Linked DNA regions of Mus musculus: regions 1 and 2 are each linked to region 3. The links are chromatin contacts, called in public Hi-C maps. All regions are on one chromosome and are shown on one strand. The core of a region is the stretch at or near the end of the contact, and the rest is flanking DNA. Distances in the headings are between cores, read along the strand shown. Region 1 overlaps Tnks (tankyrase, TRF1-interacting ankyrin-related ADP-ribose polymerase). Region 2 overlaps Tnks (tankyrase, TRF1-interacting ankyrin-related ADP-ribose polymerase). Region 3 has its middle 59 kb from the start of Gm34474.

What was found. A called contact is a pair of places that touch in the nucleus more often than the background predicts.
Region 1: a Hi-C map of bone marrow-derived macrophages shows a contact between it and region 3, with 22 read pairs. The contact joins two enhancer-like sites. A contact is called at or near these places in 3 of 15 datasets of contacts at CTCF or cohesin (embryonic stem cells, large pre-B cells and pro-B cells), 14 of 484 Hi-C or Micro-C datasets (the 3T3-L1 cell line, the C10 cell line, the C2C12 cell line and 10 more) and 1 of 9 other capture datasets (pancreatic islet).
Region 2: a Hi-C map of bone marrow-derived macrophages shows a contact between it and region 3, with 33 read pairs. The contact joins two enhancer-like sites. A contact is called at or near these places in 5 of 39 promoter capture datasets (the C10 cell line, embryonic stem cells, liver and 1 more), 6 of 15 datasets of contacts at CTCF or cohesin (CD8 T cells, embryonic stem cells, large pre-B cells and 2 more), 148 of 484 Hi-C or Micro-C datasets (the 3T3-L1 cell line, the AtT-20 cell line, B cells and 78 more), 12 of 115 datasets of contacts at active chromatin or transcription factors (bone marrow-derived dendritic cells, cardiomyocytes, embryonic basal ganglia and 8 more) and 3 of 9 other capture datasets (adipose tissue, embryonic stem cells and liver).

What each region holds. Positions count from the first base shown.
Region 1 is chr8:34,847,536-34,851,074 of GRCm38.p6, forward strand. It overlaps Tnks (tankyrase, TRF1-interacting ankyrin-related ADP-ribose polymerase), which reads right to left. Exons shown (of 27, transcript NM_175091.3): 18 at 1,618-1,806; 19 at 1,047-1,284. Among named protein-coding and RNA genes, the nearest start is that of Dusp4, 42 kb to the left of the region's middle. Within about 2 kb of position 1,521, at least 19 of the 459 cell types and tissues checked have an H3K27ac peak or open chromatin away from gene starts, as enhancers often do. A contact at or near this core is called in bone marrow-derived macrophages, where this site is marked.
Region 2 is chr8:34,877,195-34,880,886 of GRCm38.p6, forward strand. The region is part of intron 5 of Tnks (tankyrase, TRF1-interacting ankyrin-related ADP-ribose polymerase); the gene reads right to left. Among named protein-coding and RNA genes, the nearest start is that of Dusp4, 71 kb to the left of the region's middle. Within about 2 kb of position 1,622, at least 19 of the 459 cell types and tissues checked have an H3K27ac peak or open chromatin away from gene starts, as enhancers often do. A contact at or near this core is called in bone marrow-derived macrophages, where this site is marked.
Region 3 is chr8:35,158,056-35,161,654 of GRCm38.p6, forward strand. No RefSeq gene overlaps it. Among named protein-coding and RNA genes, the nearest start is that of Gm34474, 59 kb to the right of the region's middle. Within about 2 kb of position 1,481, at least 32 of the 459 cell types and tissues checked have an H3K27ac peak or open chromatin away from gene starts, as enhancers often do. A contact at or near this core is called in bone marrow-derived macrophages, where this site is marked.

The sequences.
Region 1 (3,539 bases), core at 271-2,770, 310 kb before region 3:
TGGCATAGCAACAGTACTTACATTAATTCTAATACACATAGAATAGAGAACTAAAATATAGATGTATATATTAACTCTACAGGGAATATAATTCCTACCACCTTATTTTTATGTCTAAGACATTTATTTTTAGCTTTGTGTGTTTTTATGCTTGCGTATCTGCACGCGAAGTGTTTCCCTGGGAGCCAGCTGAGTACACTGGGTTCCCTGAAGCTGGGGTGAAGAGGGTTGTGAGCTAAACAGTGTGGGTGGTGGAAACTAAACCAGGTCCTCTACAAGAGCAGTACCTAGGCTCAAGACCATAGTTGATAGAATTAGTACTTTCAATGACTTAAAAGAAAAGAAGAAGGTATCAGTTACTATTTTGATTTATTCTTCTTCCTCTTCTTCTTCTTCTTTTTATTTTATTTATTTATTTATTTATTTATTTATTTATTTATTTATTTATTTATTTATTTATTTATTTATTTTTGGGTTTTACAAGACAGGGTTTCTCTGTGTAGCCCTGACTGTCCTGGAACTCACTCTGTAGACCAGGCTGGCCTCGAACTCAGAAATCCGCCTGCCTCTGCCTCCCGAGTGCTGGGATTAAAGGCGTGCGCCACCACCGCCCAGTTTGATTTATTCTTTTTAAGAATTATTTTTATTTATTTCTATGTGTATGTGGAGGTCAGAGGTCAATGTTGAATATCTTCCTATCTATCTATCTATCTATCTATCTATCTATCTATCTATCTATCTACTATCTATCCATCCATCCATCCATCCATCCATCCATCCACCCACCCACCCACCCACCCACCTTTGAGAGAGAGCATCTTACTAAACCTGGAGCTCACTTAGCAAGTCCCAGGAATCCTTTTTCTTTCCCCTTCCCCCTCACATCCTCCAATCCTGTCTTTGACTTAGGGCCTCACCATGTAGTCCTGGATGACTTTGAACTCAAAAGTTTAGAGAGGGGCTATCTTTAAGCTTTCAATAATAAAAAGGAAAAAGTAACTGGTCCGCTAAAGTGTACAAACAAGGGTTCCCAGGGGTACACCTACCTTCTCCTTCCTTCCTTTCTGCACCCGCAGCGCCATCCCCTGCATTGGAGGCCCCTCCTACAGCCAGATCCGTTAACGGGCCAGTGAGGTTATCTATGCTGCTGGCAGCAGAGAGGCAGGAGGGGGTGGACGCTGGTGAGATCAGAGAGGCACTAACTACAGTTGCCTGAGGTTTAAAACAGGTAGGTAAGGCCTCAGGGGGCATGGCATCTATCAGCAGAGCCCGGATGTCATCAGCCTAAAAAATGATTAAAGAAAACACAAAAACCATTATTAATGCTAAGATTTTCACCAAGTACCAAATGTAAAGACACGGACATCAGGCAAGGACAGTGACAGTGATTTTGGCTGTAAGAGTCAGACAAGGTTAGTGAAAGTCAAAGTGAAGGAGGCCGACTCTACATGAGATATCACTGAAGCACAGAAGGAAGTGAGAGGCCATGTGGTTTTGGCTATGGAGATTTCCAGGAAGAATGCCAACTCCGCCACAGGAAGTGCCAGTTGAGCCCTGGAAGGTAAGGTCATGCCTGGAATCCTAATGTACAACCACCACCCTGCAACAAGGACTTACCGTCGCCAGATCTAAAGGTGTCTGACCTTCCTGGTTCTTCATGGTTGGGTCTGCGCCATGTGCTAGGAGCAGGGCACATAACTGCGTCCTTCCTTTCTGGGCAGCTTCGTGAAGGGGAGTAAAGGCCCACTTATCCGTTGCGTTTACACACGTGTTGTATTTTATCAGTAACGCTGCTATGTCAACATGCTGAGAAAATCAAGAGAACACGGACACTGAAGAAGAAAGCCACCCAGCAGAATTTGTCAAGTATCCTTGCTACGATTTCACCATCCTCCTAGGCCTCATCCTTAATAGAAACTTCTTAAAAACAAACAATCAAAAACAGTCTTCTCCTGTGCTTTGGACTTGTCTCCTACTCAGCTATTCTTTTGCCTCTCTAGGCTGGCCTCTAACTACTTATTTCCAAAGAAGAGATCATGAATTCCTAAGACAGACATGGTATCCCTGATAACATGATAATGAAGACGGGAGGAGGTCTGCACAGAACCACTAGGATTCTGCTGAGAACAGGCTAGTTTATCTAAATGCTTGAAGATTCTTTGGGATTATGAGAATATTAAACTAACTTTGCAGTTTATGTTTAAACTTCTAACATGAAAGCTATGTATGATTCTATCAGAATCACTTCCAAAAACAACCAACCAAACAAACAAAAAAACCCCAATTTATCTTCTTTACTCAAAGGATGTTTTCAAAAAGCAACTTCTACTGAGTTAGTCCGAAAGCGTGGCATAACTTCAAACTATCCCTCAGATGATATCACAAGTTACTTAAGCTGTTTCCTGCATTTTATTAAGAGGAACACAATTTGGTAGACTAATTTGCATAGACTTCCAAAATTAGTCCAAAAAGAGTTACAGTTTGTATAAATGTGGGCGTATAAATGAGCTGTGTGTTCAGTATGCATTGTTAAACTTACTTATATTGAATTTACAGTGTCTTTAGTGAAACCAATTACAAGCTTGCTAAATTGGCTGGCAAATGTCTACAAGACCAATGAAGAGGAAGGAATATTACTGAAATAGAGTCAAACACAATTCTTAAGCTTTTCCTTCTTTTTAAGTAGCTACACTTCTGGAGCAAACCACAGTAACTCAGATGCACAAGCGAGCTGCAGCTTAGCTTTCGTCACCTGGGCAGGACCAGAGGACTGAGTGAGAAGGCCAAGACCAGGAGCCAGCTCGACTGTCCTGGAGAAAGGCACTAAGCGCTGACTAAAGACAGGGACTCAATGTTAAAAAGGTGGGCAAGAGAAGAGAATGTGGGCTCCAGCCAACCCATTTCATTGTATATACCGTCTACTACTGTGATGGCAAGAAACCATCAGACAGAATCTATGTTTTAGGGAAAACGCTGCAAAATGAGAAAGTGGAGAAAGAAAATCAATCTGCCAGATGATTTATTCTTATAAAATCACATGCTTTTGGTAAGGAATATCAGTACTTTTTAAAATGTATTAATATCACAGAAATTAACTGTCCTTTGTATGTATAGATAACTAAACATACTACAATACAAAGGATACTAAGCAGAATAAAGCTCATTGCCATAAAGAAAATTCTCATGAAACTTTAAACTTTAAGCTCAAACTTGTGGCAGGAGCCTTCTGAGATTGTAGAGATAACTGTAGGCAGCTAAATTCCACACCCACTTAGGAGCCTCCTGGCCTTAATAGTTTCTACAACCTATCTGAGGTAGAGGCAAGATTTATATATGACCCACTATACCATGATTACTGTGTTAGATTATGTGCAAAGTCACAGAGAGCTTTCAAAGCTCATCAGAAAGTAACGATAGGGACGGTATGACAAAGCTTGTATAGATGATTGAGCTGCACTCAACTCTGCTGCAGGTTGGCCATCTGTTCCTTAACATGCAACCCATAATTAATAAAGCATTAAAGCCAGGGAAGGCTTCTA
Region 2 (3,692 bases), core at 372-2,871, 280 kb before region 3:
ACTTCTTAGTGTCTAGAGAGCAGTGGTTTTCAACTGGGGGTGGATGGGTGGGGGGTATCAAATGACCCTTTCTTGGGGGTTGCATATCCTGTATAACAGATATTTACATTATGCTTCACAGCAACAGCAAAATTACAGTTATGAAGTAGTAACAATAATAATTTTATGGTTGGGGGTCACAGCATGAAAATCATGTTAAATGGCTGCATGACTAAGGTTAAGAACCCAAAGCTACAATGTGTATGTGTGTGTGTGTGTGTGTGTGTGTGTGTGTGTACATGCTTGTGTGTATCCTTAAATGCACTTGTGTTCCAAATAAGATCTATTACTTTAGTACACTAAGGACACTACTTATTAAGACTTAGTTCAAGATAATGAAAGCTGCCAATTTTGTCATCTACTGTGTTATTTCTTCCAAAGACTAAAGCAGTCTTTCTTAGCTCCATACATTCAACAATATAAGATACTGTTTACTTTGAATTTTACTCCAGATTCTTTCTCTATAGTTTCAACTACAAAATTATTTTGTAAAATAGCTTCATAATTTTTCAACATACAAATATGAAATCTTTGCTTCACTAAAAACAAGTTTAAAGAACTATAAAATACCCATGCATTTGTTTCCCACATTTGAATAATCACCTAACTGATGAGTCATTGTCCCATGAGCTTCTGTCATCAATTTTGACCCCCTAGACCCCCAAAGTAATCTCCAAAAACTTTTAGGGGACTGAAAGTTCCCCTTCACACACTCCACAGACGCCCCTAAACCTTACAGCGTTTTCCTCTCAGACTTCCAAGTTATCAAACAAAATGAATCTCATAATCTAATGTTGATGTCAATATTCATATTTTATGGTTGTTTATGTAAAATTAGTTTGCAAGAATCAAGATTAATATAATTGGTTACTGTGTATTGTAAATTTCTCAAATGAAAAACAGTTTTTATGCACCCTGATTTCTGCTGTTGTTAAAACCCTGCCCTAGTGAAGAAAAGGCCTGTCTCCTTGCTAATGCAGCTTGGGGCTACATCAGTGTTGCTGATAAACTGGAACTTACCTTTCCTCCTTCAAAAAAACCTTTTTAACTCTCTCACCGATTCCTACACAGTTTATAGAAGCCCAGCTTCTTCTTAAGAAAAGCACAGCATTTGCTATCAGTTTGCAAGAATACTTCTATCAATCTATGAGTGAATGTAGAAATTATCTTACCTTTAAACTCTGTCTTAGGAAATATATATACATGTAAACAAATACACAGCCTGAAAATCCAACTTTTTTGGCCTATAAATAATATCTAGCCTTTAAGGTCTGCCTTAAAAAACATTCACATATGTATTTCCTCAATTTTAGCTGGTCTCAAATTACCAATTTCTTTATACTAACCATCCTCTCCAGAATAGAACCCCTTTAAACATACAGATTAATATATTCTGTCCGAAAATTCAAGCAGTGCAGAAAACAAAACAAACAGTTGTATTATTCTGCAGCAAGCCTCTTTCCCAGAGGCAAATCACACTGACAGCTGCTCAAAGACCCGTGGAGACTCTGTCTATGAGAGTGCTTGCGTTTCCTCAAGTATGTTTTGTCACACCAATAGGACTGTGTTCTACTCTCCTGTGACTTGATGTTCTTCCTCCTCCTCTGCTATTACAGAAGTCTATCTTCCTCTTTTTATATATGTACAGTATGTCTACTGTGTGGCTGTTCCATGATTATTTACTCACTGCCTATAAATGAGTATTTAAGTATTTCAATTCTTGCTCTATTTTACTAAAGCATATCTCATTTGGATCTATTACTTGGTAAAAAAAAAAAAAACCAGATCAGTGTTTTTTCTGATACAAATAAAAGACTACATCAGCCATTAAATCAAAATTCCTAGGCAAAGACAACAAACAGAATCAGAACTTGATTAAATTCCTATCAACAGAGACATGATTAATCTGCTATGATGGAAAGCTCTAAGAAGCTCTTTGAGACACTGATATTTAGATGAGAATCCAAACAAATTAAAAGCCAGAAAATCAATATGGGCACGCATCCCTGGAAATAAGTGCATCTCCTTGCTGAGCCCTGCCTTTTAGGTCGTGTAATTATGAAGATCAGCATCTATGAAGTTTCTTAATGCTTACAGACAACCACCAAGAATATTACAAAGTGTGTGTGTATTAACAGGCTAACACAGTAAGTATCTAGGTTTGAAACTATGATTACCACCACAGGACAAATGAAGAAGCCAGGGAACAGGGAATAGGAGAGGTGACACCACTCTCGCTCTGTATTCCTTTCCTTCCACTGACAGCAGCTCAGACTCACAATGGACCTTCCGAAATGGACAGCTATGACTGAGTGGCAAGTAAGTTAGTATCTGTGGCAAGGCATGCTCAGACTCTCAGGTCACTGCAATGAAGTACAGCCACAGTGGGGCCACACCACTGCAATGAGCACCCAGAACTGATGGTCTTCTTAGTATCAGAAGCTGCCTGGAGATACAGGACAAGGAATGGACTACATATGGAAAGCAAGCTTTATTCTACTTTCTTCCCATAGAAGAATTTTCTCCAGAACCCTCAGAAAGATAGACACTTGCTCTCTTCTTGAAGCAAGCTCCTCCAATTGTGTCAACTATTTACAGAACAAGAGGTGGCTATTCCTTTGTTGGTTAGTATCTCTTCTTAGATAACCAAACAGATGCTACATCCAGATCAAACTGAGTTTTCAGCCAGGAAGAGCTCTTTTCAAAGAATTAATTTAAACACAACCTGTTGGTTTTATTCCTTGAGAAGGTCCCAACTGCACTGACAGACTAGACCAGCTGTCACTTAAGGCCTCTGCCTAGTGAGCGTCTGTGAACTCAGATGGGCTACAGGGCAGGTTAACTGGTAGTTTACAGCCTCAGAGAGCACAATCTTCCAAAGTGACACAGCCTCATCTTTAGGAAAGAATGCAAATGTCTGAATTCAAAGTTATAGAACTATGCCATGCTTTATAAAACGTGTATTCTACATTTCAACTACCTTAGATTCAAAGTGGGTTCTGGATGCATGAGGCCTGCAAGTTCAAGGCCAGCCCATGTAACTTAGCAAGACCTCCATCTCAAAATAAAATGAAGGCTGGGGATATTATCTCTGAGGTGAAGCACCTGCTTAGCATGGAGAAGGCCCTAGACTTGACCTCTAGTAGTGCTGGAAAGGTAATCTTAAAAGAAGTTTGAAGTGAAGATATAAAAACTATTTTACACGTATGAATTATGAAGATGAAACAAAAGAGTAGAGAAGAATGAGAACTCGCAGGGTAACTTGTGAGACAATGGAGCTCTAAATGCCGACTTAATGCTACTTTAACTTAACATCATCCTATGGAAATCCCAAGGAGACTAAGAAGCCATCAGTTTGAGTTTTTCTCAGTTTTCTTTTCTGTCCCCCCCCACCCCCCACCCCCGCATTTTTCGAGACAGGGTTTCTCTGTGTAGCCCTGGCTGTCCTCGAACTCAGAAATCTGCCTGCCTCTGCCTCCCAAACTCACATAACTCCCTTTTTACTCTTCATGTTTTTAATAGATAGTTGTTGTGTTAGGTTGACCTTTTTCCCTTCCCATGTGGTACTAGGAACCAAACTCATGGTGTTGCACATGCTAACCAAGTGCTGCACCAATGAGCCATAGCCTTGGCCGTGCATTTCTTCCTGTGAG
Region 3 (3,599 bases), core at 231-2,730:
GCCTGATCTTCACCGCGGAAGGCATTTCCAGTGCGTCTCAGCTTTCAGTACATTCTCCTCGGCTTCTGCCTCTCCTCTAAGACACAGACATTTACACGCAGAGCCAGGATGAAGGGTGAGAGGCACGCCTCACAGTTCCCTTTGACTAATCATTTAAGAACCAGCATGACCCCGCTTCCCTTCCCGAGGCATGTCAGCCTTCTTCACAAAGAGATGGATTCTGCCGTTCAGAAATATTCTGATTTACCCCCAACTCTCTCTCAGCCCATTTCTGGTCATTTACAGAAAACAAAACAAAACCAAAAAACGACCCAGGTTGTTCACAATCAGCAATATACTCATTTCAGGAAAATTCTAAAAGCCAGTGAGGCAGTCATTTAGAATGTGAGCTTCGTATCCCACAGCTCTGAAATTACACATAATGGGCAAGCTCCCAAGGCCAGCTCACAAAAGCCTACTTACCTAGCTCCACAGACAAACCACGAGGAGTGATGGGTTTCTGTCGGAATGCCTGGCTTATACCAACTGGGAAGTCGACAGGCAGAGTAAAGTAAGTCTTGAGCTTGCTTCTACCTCACTGTTAGGATTTGGAAGCTGGGTACCAGTGAGCCAGCCCCCAGAGAGGTCAGAGATGGTTACTAAGTCACCTCTCAAATCCTAGGAACTTCCAAAGGACCAGATCATTCTAATTTAGAATGCAGAGCCTACGGATGCAGAGCCTCACTCAATTCAGTAGCCTGAACCAAGCAGGGTCAGATAAAACTGCTGCTCTAGTCTGCGCTTTCTCCTGGTCTTCCTCTTCACTGACTATGTCCCAGCCTTGGAAACATATGCATGCTACAATTTTTTCAACCAGAAACAAAATTACTCTAACAGCAAAGATGACCCATTTCTTAGTGACACACAGTGACGAGAAGATGGCGACCGGGCAGAGCAGTGTCTGAGGGCTGGTCCTACTCAAGAAAAAGGCACGGTTTGGCTGCATGAGCCCTGTAAGACAGTGGCTGCTTGCTTGTGAAATGAATGCTGTACCTGCCCATACTTCGAGCAAGAAGCCACCAAGTTCTTTGACCTTGTGCACGGCTCAGATTGATGCCATAATCCACCGAATATCGAGGCAATTCGGTAGCAGGGTGGAAACACTCTGTGCGGTAGAGGAGAGAGAGAGAGAGAGAGAGAGAGAGAGAGAGAGAGAGAGAGAGAGAGAGAGAGAGAGAGAGAGAGAGAGAGAGAGAGAGAGAGAGAGAGAGAGAGAGAGAGAGTTTGGCCTTTCTGGATCACGTCGGGGAGCAGTAACATCTACCCCTACAGCACCAGAGTGGAAACCTAACCAGAGAATCCTAGAAAAGTTAAGAGGGTTGGTTGGTGAGTTTTGTTACAAGAATCACTGCGTAAAGCCACCTATTTCCTGCTGCTGCTTTCCCTTCAGACTCACAGCGCCTCCTGGTTCTGATTTCGGGGCCGCGTTTCAATCGCCCCCTGGTGGACAGCAGGAACATTACTTTGGAAGTGGATGTAGGAGTGAAATTTCCCTTAAAAAATGCTTCTTTGGTCAAGGCTGACCAAATCATTGGGCAAAACTAGTAGATTTTTAAAGAATGTAGGTAGCCGAAGAACTCTCTGTCTTCCCAGGACCCTCCGCCCCCACCCCGGTGCTCACTCTGGAAAAGACGTGTGTCTGAATTTACCCTGCACATGACCTTGCCAACTAGGGATCCAACCAACAAGATGTGTCCAGATTGTGGTGACCACAGAGCACAGTGCTCATCAATAGAACGGCCTTTTCTTTTCTTTTTCTTTTTAAAATTGATTAAGTTATTGATTAACATTTAGATCGAAGCTTCCCCTCCCACCTCTCTTCCTAGCCCCTCCCTCTCATCCCCACCCCCTCCCGTTAGCCTCAGAAAGGATACGACCCCCTTGGCCATCCAATCATCTTTCACAGGCCTTGAATATCAGATATCCTGGATATTAGACATTACATTATGATTCATAACAGAAGAAAAATTACAGTTACGAAGTAGCGACAGAAATAATGTCATAGGCGGGGTGGGGATGGGATGTCACCACAACATGAGGAATTGTATTAAAGGGTTGCAGCATTACGAAGGCTGAGAGCTACTACTCTGGGCAGTTGGATAGCCATGACTTTTGCTTCCTCCTCTAGGGTCAGTCTTTGCCAGCAATCTTGGGGCCCTCCCCTGAATCTTTCTAACAGATGAGCAATCAGTCAAGAACGTGAACAACTTGCTCCAAATCCCAGGAAACTGTTGAGCATCTGACCGTGACAGAAAGGAATGAGACATGTTCCCATCATGACAAGCTGCTCACCAGCACTGCCTTGGAGCCGGGCTCAGAGAGAACCGGCGGCCTGGCTGGGATTTGCTGGGGGAGTGGCCAGTGCAGGCTGCTCCATAGGCAAACACCCACGCCCCTTCTGGAGCGCGCCACCCTTACCTTGGGCTCTAGCTCTCACGGAATGTTGCGGTTTTTGTATTGCCTGGGTTTGTACAATAGCGATACTCTTCCGGAGAAAAGACTAATGTTGATACCAGGAGCTAGAGGGAGGAGGGTCAGACGTTTAAGATCACCCTCAGCCATGTAATGAGTTAGGGGTTAGCCTGGGCTACATGAGACTGGCTGCCGTTAAAAAAGCGAGGGCGCCTGGAGAGATGGCTCAGCAGTTAAGGATGTTTGCTGCTCGTCCAAAGCATCTGGGTTTGGTTCCCTGAATCCATACTGAACAGCTCACTACTGCTTGTAACTCTAGCTGCACTGCAGCTGGTCCTTTAAGGAGTCTGGACTACAATGGAGATCTGCTATTGTTTCTTTCCAGCTGTTACAGGAAGGCAACTTTTGTTGCATTAAGGTCCTGAAAAATGTAGGGACACACCCTGTGAGGGTTTGTATGTTTGGCCCAAGAAGTAGCACTATTAGGAGGTGTAGCCTTGTTGGAGTAGGTGTGTCACTGTGGGAGTGGGCTTTAATACCTTCGTCCTAACTGCCTGGAGGTCAGTATTCTGCTAGCGGCCTTCAGATAAAGATGTGGAACTCTCAGCTCTTCTTGCACCACGCCTGCCTGGATGCTGACATGCTCCTGGCCTGGTGACAATGGACTGAACCCCTGAACCTGTAAGCCAGCCCCTATTAAATGTTGTCCTTCTAAGACTTGCCTTGGTCATGGTGTCTGTTCACAGCAGTAAAACCCTAACTAAGACACACCCTATCTTGTATTCCTTGACAGTGGGTACAGGAAGGAGAGGTTTACCTGTGAGACCCACAGTGGAGATCCAGGAGCCACTCGAATGTGCTGTGACAACTGCTCTTCTTCTTTGGGGTTATAGTTTACTGAAGTTCCTGAACCCTGCTCCCCCTCTGCAGCCCAAATCAAGTAGAGCTAAGTCCTGACAGTTTGTTTTATAAATCTCGGGCACAACTGAGCCAGCTCAGAGTCTTCTACCTCCTCCGACAGTGTTTGAAAGTTTCTCTTCTGCACTTCTTAGAAGGCATCAAGAGGCAAGGCAAGGATTAAACCGTTATTCCCTAGGTTCTGGGCTGTGCTCTTAGCAAAGGGACTGGGCTATCAACTTCAAATTGCA